Linked DNA regions of Sus scrofa: region 1 is linked to region 2. The links are chromatin contacts, called in public HiChIP or PLAC-seq maps. All regions are on one chromosome and are shown on one strand. The core of a region is the stretch at or near the end of the contact, and the rest is flanking DNA. Distances in the headings are between cores, read along the strand shown.

Region 1 (4,050 bases), core at 442-2,941, 160 kb before region 2:
CCCTGCTTTCAATGAATGTACCATCTAAGAAAGGAGGTGTGATATAAACACAATTATATCTACAGGAAGTATTTGAAAATGAGTGTAGGTGTCTCCTTTTTTTCCTTTCTTTTTAAAAAAGCTACTTAATGCAAAAAACCCTTCCTAAAGGGTATGTATTTCATTTAAAAATAATGATGAGGTCATGCCATATGTTGGTGGGGATGCAGGTATAAGGCAACCCTCTTGCACAGCTGATGAGAGTGTGGGCTGGTTTCACATTCTGCAGAACATGCATGCAGCACTTAAATTATGCAGCCATAGATTTGCTTTCTTGGCAATTCTAATCACGGGTATGGTGTGTATTACAAATTGTGTATAGGTCAGCACGGGAACACATACAAGGATGTTCCTTGAAGCATTAGTTGGGGATAAATGGAGTTGGAAGCCATCTAGAGTAACTGTGGTGGATGAACATCGTGGAACTCTAGGCAGTAGTTAAACCATGGAATTAGACAGGCATGGGATGTTAAAAAAATGTGCTGAAGTTAATGATGTGTCGCAGTGAGTTAAGGATCCACTGCAACAGCTTGGGTTACTGTGGAAAGCACGGTTTTAGTCCCTGGCCCAGCACAGTGGGTTAAGGATCTGGAATTACCACAGCTGTGACCTAGGTAGGCATAGGTGACCTGTGACCTAGGTAGCTGTGACCTGTGGCGTAGGTCACAGCTGTGGCTGGGATTTGATCTCTGACCCAGGAACTTCCATATGCCAAGGGTTCAGCCAAAAAAATTTACAAAAATAAATTAAAATAAGGTGTTAAGAGATTAAGCAACAGGATGAGATAAACCAGCATTTACACAAATTAAAAACACATGTGTACAAACCAATAACACTTTGTTGAAACACACACAAACAAAAAGTACACACTAGGCGATATTGAGAGAGAAAGAAACAAAAGGAGGCAAATAAGAATTGAAGCAGAATTAAAAACGGTTCAAAGACGCTGGAAGCTTGTGCAGGCTAGTGGAGTGACTCTGAGCCCTGACGCACACAGATCTCAGGGGCTGCTAGATGTGTGCTGGACTGTTGCGCAATTTGTGTAACACTGTGTTGTTTATTTGTATAACATATTTAGTTAGTAAGTTTATGTAGCCTTTTTACCACCTAAAGGGATCTCAAGGGGGCTGAACCAGTTCCAGTGGCTCCAGTGACACTGATTTCAAAGGAAGCCTTCCCTTCCCTGTCATGTTCAGCCAGGGTTTTGCATGTTCCCTCTGGTTGGAGGAGAGCCGAGCTCTTTAATCCTATTCAGTCAAGGTCTCTGAAAGCAGGAACGGTTCTGATTGGTCACGTGTCCCAATATACAGGGTAGTCACTCCTTCACTCCTATCACAGAGAGTTCTCGAATCAGGCCACCTCACAGGCTACTAGTCCAACCTATGGATGGCCTTTGGCTCAAGCAAAAAATCCCTGGCCCACAGGTTAGAGGAGAGAGGTTTTAGGATTATAAAACAAAGCCTGACCTTTCCTACCCCTTTTTTCCCCTTGCTTGAGTATGCTTCTCTCAGAAGATAGGAGTGCTCTGAGTCTCCCTGGCGCTTCACACAGTCAGTGTGGCACGTGCCCAAGACGAAGGAGGGGCAGTGCTTGTGAAACGCCAAGGATCACAGGGACTGGAAAATGGACGGACTGTTTGTCCAAATGCAGGCAGGCTGGGAAGTGACGAGCTCTCTGGTCCCGAGACAGCAGACTTTGGAGCCAATTCATCTCCAGGGAATGTCCAGCCAAGGCCACTTTTCAGTGTAGAATTTTGGCAGGTGACATCACTGCCTCCCTCACAGGATCGTTTTGTGCATTCATGCATTTAGCTGGCAATTCAACATAGTGAGTACTCAGCATATTTCAGTTTCATTTCTTCCCCTCATACTTGACTCACGTTTAAAAGTCTTACTGAAGACCAGCCTGTGTGCGAGTGAATAAAGATGCTCAAGCAGAAGCTGCTGTTTACCCTGCCCATACCTATTTAAGCTGGATTCTTTCCCTCCAGTCTTTCTCATTCGAAATAATTGTTTCTGAATGCATTTGAATATATTTCTTTTCTTTCTCTTCCATTCTCTGAGAATTATAACTGTGCATCCAAACTTGAAAGCAGAGAGTATGTGAGTCATTGAACCAAAAGAAGGGCAAAACAAAACTTCTGTTGCACGTGTGTAGGAAAACGGACTGGCTTTGAGGTTAGAGAAACAACCTCTATGAGTTTGCAACAACCACACTTGTTTTATGTCCAAAGCTGCATTCATTTCTCACCCTGTGTTCTGGTCTTAGATTCTACCAGATTGACTGGGTGGCATCCAGCTCTGCTTGCATTTTTGCAAACACCTGACCCCAATTACAATTTTGTTAAAGAAATTTTTTCCTAAGAAAATATTTAACTGGATCCTTTGTGACCATTTCCAAGACCCTAGGTTAGTACGTCTGGAAAGCAAGTGAGTATTCTCTTAAACCAATTCCTAGCCATAACTTTTGGCTGCTAAAGTGATGTTCTCAAGCCAAAGTATCAATGACATTGTATGCAATTATACTTCACAATTACTTTTCCTGATTTCACAGTAATGGGAGCTAAAGTCTGGAAGAAATAAGGAGCCTTGGCACTGGATGGCCCTGCCATCTGTGAGGGTGTGGCTGTGAAAGCCTGGAGAGTCCCATTAGGAGTCTGAGAAGTCAAGCCTTTCACTAGATAAAAAGGTCAGCAGAAAAAGATTTCCACGTAATAGATTATTCTCATCCATTCTATTTTATTGAATATTAACTGCCCTTATTAATTAAGGCAAGTATCCTGGACAAAATGAAGGAATGAATGTTTATCAACCACATTAAAAACAAAAGCTGTCATGTCAAAAGAAAAAAAAATGAATGAATGAAATACTCAAGGAAAAGGACTAGTGTGCAGCTGGGGGTGGAGTAGGCGTGGAATATGTCCTGCATTTTTTAGATGAAGCAAAAATCTAAGGTCAGAGTCTTAAAACCTCAATCTATTCAATCTCTCAAAATTAAAAGTTCATTCCCACTTTGCTGTTTGCCGCTGAAATTTAACTTCTTTTTTTTTTTCTCTCTCTTTTTTTTTTATTTATTTTCCCACTGTACAGCAAGGGGGTCAGGTTATCCTTACATGTATACATTACAATTACAGTTTTTTCCCCACTCTTTCTTCTGTTGCAACATGAGTATCTAGACATAGTTCTCAATGCTATTCAGCAGGATCTCCTTGTAAATCTATTCTAAGTTGTGTCTGATAAGCCCAAGAAATTTAACTTCTTTGTCTGTTCTTATTAATTCAAAAATATTATCACTTACATGTGGTATCTAAAAAATAAAACAAATGAATATATATAACAAAATAGAAACAGACTCACAGATATAGAAAACAAACTAGTGGTTACCAATGAGGAGAGCAAAGAGGAGATGGACAAGATAGGGCATCAAGAGGTACAAACTACTATCTATAAAATATATAAGATACAAGGCTATATTGTGCAACACAGAGAATATAGCCATTATTTTGTAATAACTTTAAATGGTGCATAATCTATAAAAACATCAAATCTATGTACTGTGCTGTACACTTACAAGGAGTAAAATATTGTGAATCAATTGTACTTCAATTTTAAAAATTAGAGAGAGATCAAGAATTTGGTAGAAAGCTGGATACTGAAAGCCTGTTGAAAAGAAAAGGGCAAGCAGCCTAAAATAGACTGGTCAAAGAAAATATTTACCATGCAGCATTTTACGTCAAGCATTTATAACAGCAGTTGAAATGCATAGATGCATTAGACTGTATTTGCTACAACATAAAGTAAAACTTCCTGATAAGATTATAAAAGTGACTTTTATTATTTTGGAAACGGTGTCCTATTATAGGTAATTAAGGATACAGAATTTTTAAAATTTGATATATCAAACAGTAAAAGCTGTGTATTAACACTGTGTCCCCCAAATCTATTTCGGTTACAATCATGTACCCTAATTGCGATGTAGGGTACAAACAAATGAAGAGCACACAGGATCAAA
Region 2 (3,914 bases), core at 1,238-3,737:
TGCAGTCTTGGCTAAGCTGTGTTGAACACTGGTGGTCAGCTCCGGGCTGGTTAGGCGAGAAGCTTCATGGTTGACTGGTAGCTGATGGAGTCCCTCAGCTCTCCTCCGTGACTGACTGGGCCTTCTTCTTACTGTGCTTGCAAGAATCTAGAGCAAATCAGCCCCATTCGAGTATCACGATTCTTCCTCCCCTGGCTTTCCCAGACCTTCCCCGTCATCCAAAGTCTGAGCCAGTGTCCACTTTTGTGGGGAGTCGGCAGCCAGCCTCCCGCTCTAACTCAGCAAAGGCTCTTCAAGGCTCTGTCTCCCTGTGAATCTTATTTAGTGATTTATATTAAACCCATTTCCACTTCAGCAACTTTTGTCATTGCGATATCTCCCCTGATCTTTTGTATCTCTTCCATGGGCTCTTGATCTGATTACTTGTGCCATTAATCGCAAAACGTTTTGTCATAATTTTTTAAAATAGACTTCATTTTTAGAGAGGTTTTGGGACCACAGCAAAATGGAGTGGAAAATACAGAGTTCTCAATACTCCTGTCCTCACACATGCATAACCTCCCCCACCATCAACATCCCCCACCAGAGAGGCACATTTATCATAACTGGTGAACCTACACTGACACATCATTATCACTGAGAGCCCCTGGTTTACTTTAGGGTTCACTGCTGGTGTTGTACATCCTCTGAGTTTTAACAAATGAATGGTGGCATGAATCTGCCATAATAGTATCATACGAAATAGTTCCACCACCCTAGAAATCCTCTGTGCCCCATCCTTCCATCCTCACTAGCCCCTCTCAACCACTGGTCTTTTTACTGTCACCATAGTTTTGCCTTTTCCAGAATGTCATATAGTTGAAATCATATGGTACACAGTCTTCGCAGGTTGGCTTCTTTCATTTAGTAATAATATGCATTTAAGGTCCCTCCTAATCTTTTCATAGCTTAATTTCTTTTGAACACTGAATGATATTCCATTGTCAGGGTGTACCACAGTTTATCCATTCACCAACTGAAAGATATTTTGTTTGCGTCCAAGTTTTTGGCGATGGACGGGAGGTCCTATTGCTCCACATCCTGGCCAGCATTCTTTGCTGTCAGTGTTTCAAATTTTGGCCATGGTAATAAGTGTGTAATGTTTTAACGTCACAGTTTTTATCAGCTAGACTCCAGTGTTTTTCTGAAGCTTATGCTTCATTTGATTTCTTTTCCCCTTCCCTTTCTTTCTTCTTATAAGGCCTCTGTATAATGCAAGATCTTTTCATGGTTCCTTTTTTATTACTTTTTAGAGAAGCAAGTGATCTTTTCCTGTATCAGCTTTTTGCTTTCTTACTCATGTTTCTTCCCTGCATTCCCATTCGTTGCTGATTGGAATGCAAAATGGTACAGCCACTTTGGAAGACACTTTGGCAGTTCCATATGATTCAGCAGTGGCACCCCTTGGCTTTTACCCAAATGAGCTGAAAATTTATGTCCACATAAAAACCTGCACACTGATGTTTAGAGAAGATTTTTTTCATAATTGCCAAAAACTTGGAAGCAACCAAAATATCTTTCAGTAGGTGAATGGATAAACTGTGGTACACCCTGACAATGGACTATTATTCAGTGTTCAAAAGAAATTAAGCTATGAAAAGATTTAGAGGAATCTTAAATGCATATTATTACATTCAGCTTCTAATAAGCCCACAAAGCCCAAAAAGTTTGGGAAATGAATTGTTCAAGGTGGGGTTGAGGCGGGAACAGTGTTCTGAATCTTCCTCCCTTGGACAAATTGCTTCTTTTCTATGAAGAAAAAACAGTAGGGAAAAGAAGAGTGTTAGAAGGACTGACTTGGGAAAGATGTGATGTCTTTTCCTGTTGTTCTGGTAAAATCCTTTCTATGAGGCTTGGAAATGTTGATTTTTGAAAGATTTAAGAATTTCTTTCCAAGGCAACTGATTGAAGAACACATACAACAAGTCTTTTATCAGATGTCTCGTCACCTGATATTCCAGCCAGCAACACACACACACACACACACACACACGCACACGCACACGCACACGCACACACACACACACACGCGCATGCGCACGCACACGCGCACACACACACATTTTGCTTTTACTTCTACAGGGAATAAGAAGGAAAAAAAAAAGAAGAAAAAAAGGCCACTTTTTCTCAAATTACAGTGAGATAATTTTACCCTCCCCTACAACCCTAGAGCCCAACATTCCCAAAGCACAGCGATGTTTGAAAGGACACCATGTACCATTTCATTCCTTTGGGTAGAAACATGATTTTGAACTCCACCCAGCCTTGCCTCCACCTTAATTAAAACCCTAGAAGGACATTTTCTTCAAATGATATGTTTTCTGGGATTTCTTGGTGTTGCCTGAAAAGTATTTCTTTTGAATCAAAAATGATTTGGCCAGGCCATCACTAGTGTGCGATGGCAAAGCGGACTGGGCCTGGGATTGCGGAGAAGGAACAAGGTTCTCCCACCCCAGGGAGCACCACACCCTGTCCCAGCTTTAAGGCTGCTCAGGCTGTCTTGGAGAAAGTCCTTTCCAGCCACAGAGTTTGGGGGAAAAAAAAAAAAAAAAAAAAAGCCCATAGCTTCTGGTTTCGGCCTCCACTCCCTGACCCTGGGGCCCTGCCTGGCTCCCACCCCTCCCACCGGCCTTTCTCTTTGGTTGGGCTCTTTCTGTCCACTGGCTCCTTGTGCTGGACTTTAGGGATCTCATTCGCTTCCTGAGTTTTTTGTTGGTTTTTTTTTTTTTGCTTTTTAGGGCTGCATCTGTGGCATATGGAGGTTCCCAGGCTAGCTACAGCTGCCAGCCTACACCACAGCCACAGCAGCGCCAGATCCAAGCCACGTCTGCAACCTACACCACAGTTTATGGCAACATCGGATCCTTAACCCAATGAGTGAGGCCAGGGATGGAACCCACAACCTCATGGTTCTCTAGTCAGATTCGTTTCTGCTGAGCCACGACGGGAACTCCCTTCCTGAGCTTTCTTGACAGGACTTCAAATTCAGTCCTCTTGCCCTGTTCTCCCCATGCTCTTGCAAGAACCAGTTTAAATGCAGCCAGCCCTCGAGAGCTTCCCGGTTGCTCTGAAGCCTCTCAGAGCATCTGAGCAAGGCCACTATTCTAGCACATCATCTTCCCCATGTCTTTGCCTCCCCCACTCAGGAACAATGACTCATTTTTCTATGCCTCTCCTTCCACTTCAATGCCTAGTGCAGGATGGGCCCATAGGCACATATTAGGTATTCAGTAAAGATTAGCTGTATAAACTAAAACCTTGCCACTACAAAAACCACCTTCTCTGTTGACATACCTGCACAAAAACTCAGTAAACAGACCTGGTGGGAACGTTGATAAATGTTCAATAACTGTCTTTCAGCTGTGTTCTCAGAACCCCTCCTCCATCACTGTAAAGGCCATCAGGGAGGTTGTCACACCCCGGGAGATGGGAAAAGTCAAGCAGGCTGACTCGTCCAGCTGTAGGGCACTCGGCACCATTGCTGAGCTTTGAACAAACCCTGGGATTATTTATCATTGAAAATCAGACTCCGAGAGCCTTCAGAACCATGAAGGAGTTTATTATTCTCCACCCCACCTGCTTCTTCCCTCCGTCCTCTCGCCTCCCTGTCCGGCCTGACATTCTGCCACGTTCTCAGCAGGCTCTCCAGCTTTCCGGTTCCTCGGAGCACCTGTGCCTGGCAAGCAGCCGCCTTCCCGCCAGGTCGGGGCGGGAGTCAGGAATAGCAGCCCACCCTGCGCGCCCTCACCACCCCCTCTGACCGGGAGGGAGCATCAAAGGATGAGAATGGCCAGCTGAGGCAGACACACCACAAGACTGACCGAATCCAGGCTTATCTCAATGGGGGACCTGCAGAGCTTGGGCAGAGAATGGGG

Evidence for each region. HiChIP or PLAC-seq counts read pairs in DNA pulled down with a chosen protein or histone mark.
Region 1: a contact with region 2 is called in an H3K27ac HiChIP or PLAC-seq map of skeletal muscle. The contact joins two enhancer-like sites. A contact is called at or near these places in 1 of 5 promoter capture datasets (liver), 19 of 47 Hi-C or Micro-C datasets (alveolar macrophages, embryonic fibroblasts, epiblast stem cells and 10 more) and 2 of 2 datasets of contacts at active chromatin or transcription factors (alveolar macrophages and skeletal muscle).

The regions. Positions count from the first base shown.
Region 1 is chr3:102,205,487-102,209,536 of Sscrofa11.1, reverse strand. It overlaps LOC100625479 (cytochrome P450 1B1), which reads right to left. Exons shown (of 3, transcript XM_021087620.1): 3 at 3,850-4,050. Among named protein-coding and RNA genes, the nearest start is that of RMDN2, 100 kb to the left of the region's middle. Within about 2 kb of position 1,691, at least 29 of the 83 cell types and tissues checked have an H3K27ac peak or open chromatin away from gene starts, as enhancers often do. A contact at or near this core is called in omental adipose tissue, retroperitoneal adipose tissue and skeletal muscle, where this site is marked.
Region 2 is chr3:102,047,989-102,051,902 of Sscrofa11.1, reverse strand. No RefSeq gene overlaps it. Among named protein-coding and RNA genes, the nearest start is that of ATL2, 93 kb to the right of the region's middle. Within about 2 kb of position 2,487, at least 8 of the 83 cell types and tissues checked have an H3K27ac peak or open chromatin away from gene starts, as enhancers often do. A contact at or near this core is called in omental adipose tissue, retroperitoneal adipose tissue and skeletal muscle, where this site is marked.